Linked DNA regions of Anser cygnoides: region 2 is linked to region 1. The links are chromatin contacts, called in public Hi-C maps. All regions are on one chromosome and are shown on one strand. The core of a region is the stretch at or near the end of the contact, and the rest is flanking DNA. Distances in the headings are between cores, read along the strand shown.

Region 1 (4,014 bases), core at 463-2,962:
TCATTAACCAGACACCCAGTTCAACAAAACGGTAACCCTACAAATCTTCTAACTGCATAAAGCAATAAATACATTTTTTGAAACAAGCTTAAATAAATTAAAAAAAAACACATTGGCTAGTATTAAGATTTCATCATCAGATATCTATATGAAACTGAAACAGGTACACCAAGGTGCATCTTCTCCTAAAAAGTTGTGACACCATAACTTACACTGTGTAACAAAACTCCAACGACAACATAAAACAGTACAAAAGAAAATAAGAAAACAAAATATGAATATCTGAAAGCATTCCACAGTGTAATACTCATCACTGCCACGATTTCTCGGGCAGGATAAGTAACTCCCAACATTATAAACACAAGTAACCATAAAAAGCCTTTAAAACTCTCACAGTTGAAAGGTTATAAGCGTAAAGCATACCAGAGAGATTGCTTCTCTGTTTGAATCAGGACAAACAACTTAATTGGAAACCTGGAAGCGGGAAGATGTTGTATTTACACTGATGAGGGCTACAACCACCAGTCTCCCTTTCCAGGTCCAAGAGAAAGGGGGCCTCGTGCGGACCACCTGCCCACCATGCTCCTGGCCGGCTCTGAGGGTCCTTGCTATCCCCTAACGCCTTCAAAACCTCCCCTTCTTTGGCTTTTACAGCCTGTCTCCAGCGTGCACAAAGGCATCTTTCTACCTGGGGAGGGGAGGCAGCCCGAGGACTACTAGTCAGTTTCTGAAAACAAAAGAGCTCGACATCTGGCTCCTGCTGGTATTGCTCCTCCTCTCCAGCCAGCTCCAAAACAAACCCGAGCCCCACACAGAGCGAGCCTCCGCACCCCGCGGCCGGGGGGCAGCAAGAGGGAGCACGGACGGGGCAGGAGCGGGCATGGAGACCCCGAGGGGCGGCATGGGGGCACACCGCGCCCCGTCCTCGCGGCGGGACCCGCCGCCCCGGGCACCGCGCTAAGCAGGGGGCGGGCTCGCACGGCCCAAAGCCCTCGGTGCTGGGCACCGAAGCCCCCCCCCGAGGGGCGGACAGGCTAAGCTCCCTACTCCCCACCCGGCGCCGGGCCTCGGGCTCCGGCCGTCCCGCAGCGAGCTGGGGCAGCGGCCGCTCCCCACGCCCCGCCGGAGACCCAGCAGCGGGGACCGCTCCCGAGCCCCGAGCGGGCGGCGGCACCGGCGCGGCGTGCCCTCGCCCCCAGCCGCGGCTCACCCGTCCATCGCCGAGCAGGACGAAGCGCGGAGCAGCGGGACAGAGAGCCGCGCGGCCGACGAGCACGGGCGGGCTGCGAGAAAATGGCGGCGGGGCCTGCACGGAAACCAACCAACGGGGCCGAGCGGCGGATTCCGCTCCTCGGCGTCGTCTCCCTCCCGCATGCGCCGGGCGCTGTGCATGCGCAGTCGGCGCAACTGAAGGTTTTGCCCTCAGCTGCTGCCCGGGCCCGGGCGGCCGGTGAGGCGGCGCAAGCTGCCCCGCCTGGCTGCCCCGGCTGGGCGGGAACGGGCCCTGGGCGGCAGAGGTGGCGACAAGCCCGGTCCCAGTTCGTGGGGCTCCTCCGGCCCTTGGCGGTCCCTGCGCCGGTGTCTCAGCCGCCCCGGCGGATAGCACTTGTTGTGTGGTAGGACCCGCCGGAGTTGGTGTCGCACCCGCCCACAGTCTGTCCCGTCCCGTGAGGGGAAGCGCGAGGAGCAGGCGCTGAGCGCCCCCTCGGCCTGAGCACCCCGCGGTCCCGTCCTCGCCGGCCGGCCGGCCGTAAGGGAGCGTCCCGCGGTTCCCTTTACTCCTGACTGCTAAATACTATTTCAAAAAATAAAGGTGAAATTGCAAGTCTAGTGTTGCAGAAACTTGGGCTGTCTCTGTGGAAATCAGTGTAGCCACGGTGGTGAACCATCAGAGTACAAACTGAGGCCATTAGGAAATGTGCTGCTTTTCCCCACTCCTGTGCTCAGTCTTACACATCTCACAATGTTTCTAAAAAGAGGTGTTCGCAGGACCCTCTGGATTGCATTCAAATGAAAAGTAAATCTAAAGTTTCTATGCCTATGATGGAAGACTTGAAAATGATCTAAACATGCCTGAGCACAAGCCCAGACAGATACTAAAAAGTAGAATAATAGAATCACAGAATGTCTCGAGTTGGAAGGGACCCAGAAGGACCATTGAGTCCAACTCCTGGCTTCACACAGGTCTACCCGAAAATTCAGATGATATGACTTAAGAGCACAGTCCAGACGCTTCTTAAACTCTGAGAGGCTTAGTGCCATGACTACGTCCCTGGGGAGCCCGTTCCAGTGCGTGACCACCGTCTCATTGAAGAACCTCTTCCCGAAATCCAGCCTGAACCTCCCCTGTCACAGCTTGACACCATTCCCTCGGGTCCTATCACTGGTCACTGAAGAGAATAGGTCTGCGTCTGCCCCTCCACTCCCCCTCGTGAGGAAGCTGTAGACCGCAATGAGGTCTCTCCTCAGCCTCCTCTTTTCCAGGCTGAACAGGCCAAGTGACCTCAGCTGCTCCTCGTATGTCTTCCCCTCGAGGCCCCTCACCATCTTTGTAGCCCTTTGTAGTACTCAAAATGTCTTTGTATTTTCTATAGTAGGTTCTGGCAATACTGGTTTCAAAAATACCTTTTAGGAGATAGCCTGAACTATTATTTTTTTCTGGTTAGTATAAGCCCCTTGGAGTCTGTCACTGAAACTATTGCAATAAAGCGCGATAAAGAACTTGAGAGGCAAAATACAACGCACATTTCCATAACTAGAAAACCAGCATTTTTCAGTTCACCGTGCTTCGCTATCCCTGTCTCCGTCTCCAAGTGGCTCTGTGAGTAGCACAGCAACTAACTTAAGAGTACGTGGAAATTCTCATTCCAATTTTTGAGTTTTGTTGCTCTGTTATGGAAAAGTCACTTGGGTTCTCTGCAGCAATGAATTTATGAGGTGGAAAAGAACTAATACCGGTTCTTATAAATACTAGTATCATTTGGGTATCTGCAACTACCTTTTCTTTCAGCAACTGTTTTCAGCACCCACTACTAACCACTAGACAAAAATCGTTGAATCACAGAATAACCTGAGTTGGAAGGGACCCACGAGGATCATTGAGTCCAACTCCTGGCTCTACACAGGACCACCCAAAAATCAAGCCATATGTCTCAGAGCGTTGTCCAACTGCTTCTTGAACTCTGTCAGGCTCAGTGCTGTGGCCACTTCTCTGGGGAGCCTGTCCCAGTGCCAGACCATCCTCTCAGTGAAGAACCTTTTCCTAACACCCAGCCTGAACCTCCCCTGTCACAGCTTCATGATGTCCCCTTGGGTATCAGGGCTATCATTTGTTATATTCACTACACTGCTAGGTGGAGCAGCAAAATTGTTTAGCCTATGTCCTCAGTGGAGCTGACAGCCATGCCTACAATTGGGCCTTCCAGTGCTGTGCCCTGAGCACAAACCAATCTCTTCTTGCTGACAAGCAGTGAAGATTTGATAATTGTCATTCTTATAAACCCCCTTTTAAAAATTCCACTTATTCTTCCTACTTTCTTATTTCCAACGTTCTTATGTTAAAAAAAAAAAAAAAAAAAAAAAAGTATTTCTTGTAGCATTCTTTACTGTTAGCATGTGGTAAAATTGAGGACTTCAGAGAGTTAGAATTTCTTATAACTGTCTCTAAAAATCCAGTGCATTTTTGGACATTTAATCCAAATAAATCATATTCCTGGTGTTTCTGGCATGTTTAGTACACTTTGCCTGTCGTATACAATTGCAGTTTGGGGTTATAGTCAGCTTCCCTCATTTGCCACTGCCTTCACTCCTGTTTGTTGCCACATTATGTTGGTGATTTTTCTCTTCTTTTTTTCCCTTTCTAAATCTAAATCCATTTTTGTTGTTGTCATGTTTTTGTGTGTGTGTGTTTGTGATAGAACTATTGGTTCTTCTACATATTACAAATATCAAATCTGTGTTTCTGTTTGACTTACCTCACTGCCTATCTCGCTTACCTCTGCCTTTATAGTAATG
Region 2 (3,971 bases), core at 787-3,286, 100 kb before region 1:
CTCGCTGTGGAAGACAATGGGTGTTGGAGGTACAGAAGGATGCACTCCTAAGATGCCTATCGAGAGCCAGCTGTACGTTAGAGTTGTTTGCAGCCCTGCTGGGGGGTACAACAAGTGGCTGGCAGGGGGTCCAAGGAACCCCTACTCAATACACGCCATTATTTACCTGCCCTTCAACTACCAGACTTGTAGATCTAGCTCTCGTTCAAGGGTCTGTATCTATACACAGGCACGCAGAAGATCTGTGCTATCCTGTCCTGCATCCGGACAGGACCAAGGAAGCGTGAGTGACATTAAACCCAAATAACACGAGTCCCTCACGGCACCAGGGGCTGCCCTTCCGGGGTGACAGGGTGCCACCAGGCTTCTGCTGCTGTGGGAGGCCCGGTGCTGGGGCTTTGCCTGCGTGCTCGATAGCTCCTGTCCTACCTGGGCTCATTACCTTTCAGGCCTTCCATTGCTTTCGTTTGGGTGAAAAACAGATTGACCTATGAGTGAGTGCCCTGCCATTGATTCAGAAGCACATTTCTGTCACACAGACATTTTTAGAGAGGATAAGTACAGGCACTTCTCTGTTATTCATCGCTCTAAAGACAGTGGCTCCCCTCTCCTCACTGTTGCAGGACATGGTTCAATATCACGTCTAGAGGCTTGATAGGAAAACAACCACAATATTGGATCTGTGTGGAAATGGCTCCTCATCTCTGAACTGAGCATGCCAGAGCCAAAATGGAAACTGCAATCCAGTTTGGTGAGTATGCAGATACTTGCTGCCTGGTGTGCAATAATTACCCGTGATTATTGCACAGTTCAGCTCATGAGTCAGCCAGGCGTGCTTGCTGCTTCTGAAATATCATTTCACCCCGCACACCTTTCTTGACCTCGCACACCCTATTTCTTTAAAGATGCCTGTGCCTTCTGTCAGCTTTATGCATTAATCACACCACTTGCTCATTACTGTGCACCCCAAATCAAAATTAAGGTCACCTTGTGTATTGTCAAAGCTCTCAGCTGTCTCAGGACGACCCCTGGGTCCTGACAGCTCCCGCAGGAGGAGAAGCCACCTGCCCAAGCACTGCCTCTTACAGGCGCATGCCTGCTTCCCTGCTGCTGTGTGGGGTGAGCACAGGGTGCGTGCCAGCCTTCTCTGACCCTGCTCCCGCAGGACCTGGGCCAGCTGAGCCTTTAGAAACTTCACCAGGAACATGGAGGCAGTGCCAACAGGCAGTTTAGGACATTGTTTGCCTTTCTCTTTTCTGCCCCGGCCCTCTCCTCCAGAAGAGGGCTGGAGGCCCCTGGGATTGCGGTGAGCATCCTGCCAGTCACCGTGCGCGCTTTGTTGGCACGGTGAAGCCGGAGGTACCGCTCACGCAGCGGCCCCGCAGAGTGACAGAGCTCCATCAGGGCTGACTGACAATGGGAACCAGCAGAGGGTGGGATCACTCTTGTGGCACACCCAGGACACCACCCAAGGCTGCCAGCAGCTCCAGATGCGAAGTTTGCTTGGTGGCAGTGCCCTGAGCAAACCGCATCACACCTCCCAGGCTCGCTGTGCAGCAAGCACCCAGCGAGCCCAGTCACTGGTTGCTGTTGCAAGATAACGCCTGCTCTAGAAGGCCAGGTCCCTCCTCTGCTCTTGAGTTAAATACACGTTTCATAGGGATTGTCTCACTGCTGGGAGGGCTTTACCTCATCTGTGACTTGTTATAGAGCCACAAACACTTCTGTGCTGTGCCCTGAAGCCAGAACCCACAGCCGAGAGGTGTGGGTGTGTGCAGTGCCTCCAGCCCTGGCCGAGCCCCGGGAGCAGCTTCGTGCTTCACTCGCGTGGGGCTGTCCGGCCCTGGCATTCAGCACTTTCTGCTCCACTGCTCTGTGGGGCGGGTGGCTGTCACTCCATGCTGGCCACACATGTGGCTACAGAAGAAAGAACCAGCAAGGAGGGTTTCCTTCTTCACCTCACTTGTTAATTGAAAAATATCGCTTTAATTCAATAACAACATATGTTGATAAACATAATAAGCCGGTGGTAGCAGAGTGGTGACGCTACGCTGTCACTTCTGTTTTAGCCTTTCAGGTTCAAATGACTGTGTTGTCAAACGACTCCTTTACAATATTTGCCAAAACATGTTTACAGAAAGGCTCAGGCACAAGTGTACCCTGGCGTGCCAAGGCCACTGAGAGCGCCCATGCCAAGCAGTGCAGCGACCGGATGGAGGAGGTGCTGGCTGTCAGAGCACAGGAAAGGTGCTCCCCAAGGAAGGGACAAGGCCATGTGCCGACCATTTGAGCATTTTTCCTGGCAGTCCGCTGAAAAGATGCAGAACTTATTTCCCAAACATGACTGCTATGAACTTGGTAAGAGCTTGCAAGTTTTAGTGTTTACAGATGGCTTAATTTGGCAGTCGTAATCATTATAGGAGCCACTAATCTAATGGGAGTTAAAGGCTGCCAGAAGTAAAGTATTACAATTAGAACAACACCCCAGTCCATGAGTGCTCATAACTTGGTACCATTGCAAACACCATAAGGTGCATACACATTGGGCGTTTGGTTAATCATGCTGTAGTTCAAGCAAGCGCTGTCACAAAGGAATGAATGGACACCAAGAAATCACACCTTCCTCTCATCCTCCCCCAGCTCCTGGGCCGCACAAGGGGCAGCACAGCAGACGTGGTTTCATTCAACATGTGGGAAGAAAGCAACACATGAAATCTGAGCAGTGGTCAAAGAGTGCACAGCTAAAGAACCTGCAGCTGAAGAGACATGCACAGTGTGTGTTTAAAGCTCTTCCACATGTTCAAATGAATGCATCGTTTCACTGAGGGCTTAGCCATGTGCACTAAGCCTACTTCCCATCAGCTCAGTTGTAAGCTAAGTCAAGGAAGGATGCCCAAGCTCACCTGTACTGCCTGGTATTTGCCAGGGACATAAAGTGCACAGTTGCTGTGGACCAGTTGCTGTCCCATCACAGCTTGCGGCTGAAGCCCAAGAAGTGCACACACATGTGTACACACAAACTACCCCATTCCTTATTGTTTTCCTTCCTCCAGCTAGCCTGTTATCTTTTTCCAGACATCCTGCACTGCATGAGATATTGTCTTTGGATCCATTTTTTAAGAAGCTCCAGGAATCCTGTGGTTTCTGTGTTACAAGGACCTTGCTTTTCCCTTTGTCAGTAGTCTGGTGGTTATCTATTATTCCCTCTCTTTAAATCCCATATGCAAGGTCTGATGCAGAGCTGTATGCTGCTGTGGGAAAGAGCGATTGCTAAGTCACTTAGCGAAGTGGTTGGAAGCTGGGCAAAGCCCTGCTTCTGGGCCAGTGCCAGCTTGCTCAGCTGCAGCTGTCCCAGGATAACGCCCCAGGACCTGCTGGGGCAAAACCCACATTTGCTGAAGGCACTTTCTCAAGTCCAAGACGGGGTTGTTGGAAATATAGTCTGCCTTTCACTCACCAGTGTCCTGAGAATGTTCATTAGTGGTGAAGAGGATTCAAATTCAAGCTGAGGGCATCGTATCTCTCTGCAACAAGGAGAGCTGTCCTCTCTTCTGGGAGTGGCTTTCAGTCTTGCCTTGTGCCTCTGCTCCTCTGCACCAGGAAGCATCATAGCTCAGCTTGGGTTCAGCAGTCACCTAAGACGTGGGAGATCTCACTATTGTCTCTGCATGAAATAATAGTTAATTACTCACAGGAGGAAGAGATCCAATAGTCCAATATGTGCATGAAATACAGCATTTGGACAGATCTCCTTGGAGAGTAACTATCAGTGAACACTTGTGTTCTGAAAAGACATTAAGTCAGGACAGCACACTCCAAAGAACAGTATAGTAGAAAAGGTTTAATTTCTCTCCCTTTTACTGGAAGATGTTTCCATCAGCAACAAGAGAAAACAAATCTTAACCACAGACTTCAGCATAATAGCTGCAGTAACAAAACAAGTTTCATTATTAAACTAACTCTTGGTAAAA

The links. Hi-C and Micro-C count contacts between places; a contact is called where the count stands out from the background.
Region 2: a Hi-C map of liver shows a contact between it and region 1, with 3 times the contacts expected there. The contact joins the enhancer-like site here to the promoter of PTBP2 in region 1. A contact is called at or near these places in 2 of 7 Hi-C or Micro-C datasets (granulosa cells and liver).

Annotation. Positions count from the first base shown.
Region 1 is chr8:3,139,326-3,143,339 of Taihu_goose_T2T_genome, reverse strand. PTBP2 (polypyrimidine tract binding protein 2) reads right to left here and starts at 1,712. Exons shown (of 14, transcript XM_048067021.2): 1 at 1,211-1,712. The coding sequence starts at 1,392.
Region 2 is chr8:3,244,431-3,248,401 of Taihu_goose_T2T_genome, reverse strand. It overlaps LOC125183160 (a long non-coding RNA gene), which reads left to right. Exons shown (of 4, transcript XR_007164582.2): 3 at 624-751; 4 at 2,641-2,753. Among named protein-coding and RNA genes, the nearest start is that of PTBP2, 100 kb to the right of the region's middle. Within about 2 kb of position 2,036, at least 1 of the 3 cell types and tissues checked has open chromatin away from gene starts, as enhancers often do. A contact at or near this core is called in liver, where this site is marked.